Regions from separate parts of the Gasterosteus aculeatus genome. Here region 2 is linked to region 1. A link is a contact called in public Hi-C data. All regions are on one chromosome and are shown on one strand. Each heading gives the region's core, a stretch centred on a gene start, on an enhancer-like site or on the middle of the called end of the contact. The rest is flanking DNA. Distances are from core to core; before and after follow the strand shown. Region 1 holds the start of med12 (mediator complex subunit 12). Region 2 overlaps enox2 (ecto-NOX disulfide-thiol exchanger 2).

Region 1 (3,215 bases), core at 158-2,657:
TTTTTAGCCAGCTGTGTCAGAGGTTTAGTCCCCGCTAAATCCGTGAACCAGTTATTGATGGAGCTTTGTGACCTTGCTGTGACGAGCCAGAAATTATCCTTCTGGTTGACCTGTGGCTTACGTTTCCCCGTGTCTGGAAACGTGTTGTAACGCAGCTTCTCTGCGATGATGCTGCTGAAGTTTGAGCTGATCTGCAACGCACGGAGTTGGACATGTATGAGGGCCAGGATGGATCACGCTATACATCGCAGCGAGAAACGAGGACCTGAGCTTATTAAGTGGGCCGGAGGGGGGGTCGTTACCTTTGAGGGGTTGAAGTTGACATTTTTGGCACTGCCATGTTCATCACCAGACACAGCTGGTTGGTTATTGAATCCCTGTTTCACATTCAGAGCAGTCAGCTCATCCTGAAACAAAAACACATTTCTCAGGTTGAATTATGATCAATAAAAAAATATTCATAAACATTCACCAGTGTTCAAATATGAAAAAATAGTAATTAGATAAGCGGTAGTTTGAGGAAAATCTGCATATGTGCTTAATTGCGTTGTGTAAGATATCCATAATCGTGTTACTACGTCATTGTAGGATACCTGCAGCAACAGAGACCCACAGGTAGAGCGGTCCGCTTTCCCGTGTACATCAACAGATTACATCCGTAGGTTAATAATAGATCGGGAGCCAGCAGCACCGCCGCGTTGCCTGGCTAACGTTAGGCCAAACTCCGAGCTCACAAAACTCAGCACAGGTCGCACATCGGGAAACGAACGCGACGCGAAGGTAGAACGCTGGTTGACGTAAACGCGTTGGATCACCACACGTAACTAAACGAACAATTGCCATCTTAAAAGAAAAGGGCGAAACGCGTTACGTCGTTTTCATCACAAAGCGAAACGTACCGGTTGCCCGTTTAGCGTCGGCTCGGACCGGTTAGAACCCGACAGGCGACGGGCTAGCTTAGCCAAGCGATACCTAACGAACCGGTAGCTCTCCGGGCGAGCTGGCGAGGAAGCTAACCAACTGACAACTAGGTACTGTTCATTGTTATTGCTAGGCCCAACTCGTCTAGAGGGCTGGCTACACGGGCTAGCTGCCGTTAGCTCGGGCAGTTTCACGGCTGAAAATTTCCTCCCACAAAACCACATTCGTGGACTTTGAGATTGCACATCGTAGAACCTGACCTCTTTCTGCTTTGGATCTTGGGGATAAACGTCCGGAGGGCCCAGTCGGGGCCTCTTTAACGGCCGGTGTTCGTAACTTAGGATCCCGAAAGCAGCCATCATCCAGAGGCATCACAGCCAGGGCTTTCCTCCTCCCCAACAGCCCGAGCGGAGCTACAACAACGACACTCGCTTCCGGCACGGCTTCGTACCCAAACTTCAAAATAAAAGTCACGGAGAACACACAGTGCATCTGAATGAAACCTTTCTTCTTGAATTTTTGTAAATGTATATAGAATTCTTATTCATACACTATAACAATGGAGTACACAATCAACACGTGTTTTTTTGGTAATACGAGTGTGCCAATTTGACTTGATGATGAAGAGAGGGAACACGTTGGGCCAACAGGATTTTGTGAATTTTTTTTCAGAATAATTGCATTTTAATCTACCAGCCTATATAGCCTGCATTGGGTCAAGAATATCACACCTTTGTCTTTGGGTTGATGGGTTTCATCATGTAGAGTAATAGCTGTAAAGTGCACTGAATGTCTGCATATTTGTTCACAAAACACAATTGCATTAAAAAAACAGGCCTTTAGATGGGTCCTGCTAGATAAGACCCCCTTTCTGTCCTGACAGGTATGCGTCAACATTCAGTTTTAGGACTTCAGCATTTCAGTCTGATTCAGTTTCCTAAGCAGAGCATAATTACCACACGTTAAGAGGTGTTACAGCAGCCTGGGGCCCAGCAGCTTATTAGTTTCCATGTAGACAAAGAAACATATTGGTATACCTCTACTTTAGGACACTTTAGGACAAACGGGGAGCAAAAGACAGTCAACAGCCGAGCAAATAGAAAGCATACAGAAACACCCTGGAGATACTTACGTTCTCAAACGTACTAAACAGATACCTGCAAGCTGAGTATATAAGATTGTCATGTGGTGTGATATGTAGTATCAAGGAGCTGAATCCTCTTACAAGATGTTGTCAGGATGTTTTGTTAGCAGCTGAGGGTCAGGGTATGTAGTGACGGAGTCCGGTTGTTTATCCATCTCACACATGCAGAAACATCTTTGTGCTGTCCAAGTTTTGTCATAAATAAATATCCCCTTTGACTCCTGTGCCGCTTCACCAATTCCAGTTCCTGCAGAATTTATGTTTTTTGCTAACAGCTGACCAATAGAACAGGTATGTGTGCACCAATAGAAGTGCGCTGAGCCAGAAAACACATTATAATACTGTATTACACATGTGTATATCCTTTCACAGACCTTGGGCAGACTCTAACCTCTACAATTAGTAGTTCACATTTCACACTTAAAATAAGGAAGATAACCGCACATCAGCATAAATAAAATATATTGTTTATTGAGAATCAAGAACCATATGAAGAAATATCAAATATTTACAAAAAGATTACAATCTCACGTGCATAAAGGCAAAGGAAAAAATATTGCACTCTTTTTTTTTTTTAACACAAGCTTGATTGTCTTGATACTCTAGTATTTGGATTTAGAGGAAACTTCTACTCATTCCAAAACAAAAAACGGACATGGGTAAAACAGCCCGCTTACATGGCTAACTCCATTATAGGACCTGAAAGTTTTCAACTCTTGGCACATTGGCTTCTGCAATAATTCACTAAAAGGACTGCATTGTAACCTTGAACTCGATGCATAGAACATTTTTTAAAGCGGTGAAACATTTTCTTATAAAAATGGTTAATGGTGAATTTTTACAGATATTCTGTATTGATTAGTCAATCAAGTGGATTCCTGCACCGTGAAGTCTTAACAATTGAAAAAAACAAACACAAATCTGGAGTCTAACTGATCAGCTGATCTCCAGAGGAAAAGGAGGCACCACATGTCTTTCCATGTGTTCAAATATACCTTAAAGTGGTCTGATCAGAGTTGTTGCTTTGTTTCCCTTGCAGTTGATTATTTAGTAAAAAACTAGTAGAATGTTTTAGTTATTGTGAAAACACAAAAATGTGTTCCTTGTGTCTTTGGTCTTAAAACAACAGACATGACACTTTGAAGCCCTC
Region 2 (3,067 bases), core at 40-2,539, 33 kb after region 1:
CCTCTGGTGTGTTTCCCAGTAAAGTGAGACGCCGCTGTGCAGTCAGCCCCCGGCTTCATTTTTCTTTAGAAAGGACACAAATGGCTTCATGTAAGGTTTCAAAAATCAGCCTCAGTGCAGAAGCCCCAAGAGGAGAAAAAGGTAGAAACAAAACAATGCCCTTCAAACAAGAATGGGTGCGCGCACACACACACACACACACACACACACACACACACACACACTTATTTTACAACCTGAATATTTGAGCATCGGATAAAAAAAATATATTACTTGAAACTTTTATATACTCAACTGTCTTTTTATAATCAAAATATCATCCAAGCATTTACAGTGTATAACAACAAATAATTCTATGCAACGGCCTTTACAGAAAATGAAGAAATATATCCATTTTTTAAATCTATTTTACAAACCAGGATCGGCAAAAACCGGAGCGCTGGAGGCCAAAGAGCTCGGAGGTTTCAAGTGTTCCCGTGGACCCCGTCGGCCTCCTCGGCCGCGCGGCCCCGGCTGCTCACTGACGCCGTACGGAGCCACGGATTAGGCTCAGAAAGCACGACTACTACATAATAATCCAGTGACTGTAGGGGCCGGCGGTCTTCTGGAGAGTCGTCAGGTCTAACAACATTTAGACGTGATAGAGAGTGTTTGCCGCCGACATTCACGTGACCGTGGAAATGTCTTTTTTTTTTTTTTTTTTACATCTCCGCCACCCACAGAGTCCCTGAAATGCTCCTCGTCTGAGCTGTGTGCTCAGTCTTCGGTGTCCTTGTACAGTCTGTCTTTGATATTTGTGGGCTTTATACTGCGTCTTTTGCATCTTTACAGTGTCCCCCCCCCGCTGTCTTGTCTCGCGGCAACAGTCTACGTGCTCTTGATGCCCTGGAAGCCGCAGAAGTTCCAGCGTTTCTCCAGACTGGCGCCGACGCCGGTCAGCTCCTGTCTGAAGGTGCAAGGCAGCCGGGAGAGAAGAGCCTCCACCTCGCCGGTGTTGATCTGCAGAAATACACAAAGATTAGACAAGAATTAGACGATCCATCTTCATGTTGCCATTTCAACTTGCATGAATGAATGAATGCGAATCAGATCTTTGAAAAGTACCGACAGGTCTACAGAACAACAACAGTGACTTGGCTGCCGAAGCCGTGTCTCATTTAATTAAAAACTGTGACGGAATGGACCACGGTATTTTGGCAGACTTTTGATGAAACTTTGTTTTGATTGCTCACAGGAAGTGTGCCAACAAACGGCTCAGAACAAAATCCCTACGTTGACGGGCTGCAACGGCTTCACACAAAGCAGCAGCATAGAACTCCAACCCGTCACGCCTCGAGCCGTTTCCTGTGCACAGGTTCTGTCGTCCAGACGAGCCAACGGGAGGGATTCCAACTTTAGAAAAGTTTTGCATTTTAAAAGAACATTGTGTAGGATTTAAGGAGATTGATTGGTAAAAATGAAATATAAAACGTAAGAATTGTTTTGTTAGCTTTGAAATGAGACGTTCATATATTCAGAGTCCGTCGGGTTTCTACAGTAGCCCGGAAAGGACAAACCCAACGCTGGATCTACAAAGAGCTTTACGCACTTTTACTTTGCAGGAATTAAAAGCCGTAAAAGCCTTTATCTCACCATCATGTTTTCAGTGGGCTGTAATCTGCAACCCCACCACTGGAGGTCTCTAAATCCTACACGTGCTGCTTTACGCTGACTCATGAAATTTGAGACATGCTGAATCACTAATGGTATTCTTTTGCATGGGATGTTTTTTAATGATGAAATAAAATTGTTCATTAAAATAATCTTTACATCACAATTCTATTGAAATGAATGTACGTTTATTTTAACGTGTGTTTGTAATATGTGTTCACCTTGCACCTCCCCTTCATATTTAAACTAGCACAGGGTCTATTGCCGTAATCAATATGCCCACCAATATTTCTGCCAATTCAACCGATGACTTAACTTTGAACATTGCGCACACGTTTTATTCTTTTACGCACAACACCTCCTCTCCACTCCAAGCCAAGAGGACCGTGGTTCGTGTAAAATGATGGCGCTGCCACCTGACTGAGGGAGATCAGGCTCACAGCGCTCGGGTGGGCCGACGATCATCAGTCACCTGTAATCCTGAGGTGACATTTACCAAAATCCCCTGCAGGAGCTGCCGCTGCCGACCCACGGTGTCGCGCATCAACAACTGGCTTGTCGGAGTCCGATGCCGGTGTCAGGACGCATCAATGTCCACCGCGGAGACGGCGCTGGCGTGACATCACTAGACGACGGAGCCGCGCGTGGGGCCGGCAGATAAGCAGAGCGGATTGGCCTCCTGTGCCGGAGAGTCTCGGTTCGGTGAAACTGACAAAACTCTCAGTGGCGGAGAGTCAACGCGAGAATGACAGACGAGACAATGACGGATCGGAGTGGGCGTACGTTGTCACGCACACACGTGAAGGCACGGATTAAATGACCCAAAAGGCATGAGAGAAGACGGTCCACTCTGTTCTTTGCAAGTGTGAGAATGAGTCAAGGTTGTTGATGAGGACATTCAAAGACTGGCTACAGAGAACAATCATTTCCTGGGGCAACCCTGTGGACGAGGAGACAATTAAATTAAATTCTTGAGGGAGTTTAAGTGGCTTGGAATTGGACGGTTTCTGCACAGAAGTTGAATTTGTCTTCTGCGCGGCCGGAGACTGCGACTGTAAAGGGAGAGAGGACATCGGCCCGTTTCTCCTGATGATGTCCTCGTTGGCACGGTAATAAAACAGGCCGTTAATCTTGGCGTTACCTTCCGGGGGGGTTACATTGAAATTTGGCCTTTTGAAATCCTCGTGTGAGTGGCGGCGCAGAGCGGTAATACGTCTAGAATGCCTCCGTAGATGGATGGGCATGAAATAGCTGTGCTTAGAAACTAAAAGATGTTTCTAGGCTTCGAGTGTCAAAATGAAGGATCTACTTTTAATATGTTCCTGCGTCAGGGGAAATCACACAACGAGCCACATACGGCCAGACATATGTCATAGCTATGACATTTCAGGATAGAAAAGTGAGAGAAACAAAGTTT

What was found. Hi-C and Micro-C count contacts between places; a contact is called where the count stands out from the background.
Region 2: a Hi-C map of tail fin shows a contact between it and region 1, with 2.3 times the contacts expected there. The contact joins the enhancer-like site here to the promoter of med12 in region 1. A contact is called at or near these places in 2 of 6 Hi-C or Micro-C datasets (skeletal muscle and tail fin).

The regions. Positions count from the first base shown.
Region 1 is chr4:7,522,959-7,526,173 of fGasAcu3.hap1.1, forward strand. It overlaps med12 (mediator complex subunit 12), which reads right to left and starts at 1,408. Exons shown (of 43, transcript XM_078100714.1): 1 at 1,182-1,408; 2 at 303-407; 3 at 1-191. The coding sequence starts at 1,283. It overlaps LOC120817863 (ATP-binding cassette sub-family C member 5), which reads right to left. Exons shown (of 28, transcript XM_078100717.1): 28 at 2,517-3,215.
Region 2 is chr4:7,556,297-7,559,363 of fGasAcu3.hap1.1, forward strand. enox2 (ecto-NOX disulfide-thiol exchanger 2) reads right to left here. Exons shown (of 16, transcript XM_078100718.1): 16 at 281-999. The coding sequence ends at 868. Among protein-coding and RNA genes, the nearest start is that of LOC120817863, 12 kb to the left of the region's middle. Within about 2 kb of position 1,290, at least 1 of the 9 cell types and tissues checked has open chromatin away from gene starts, as enhancers often do.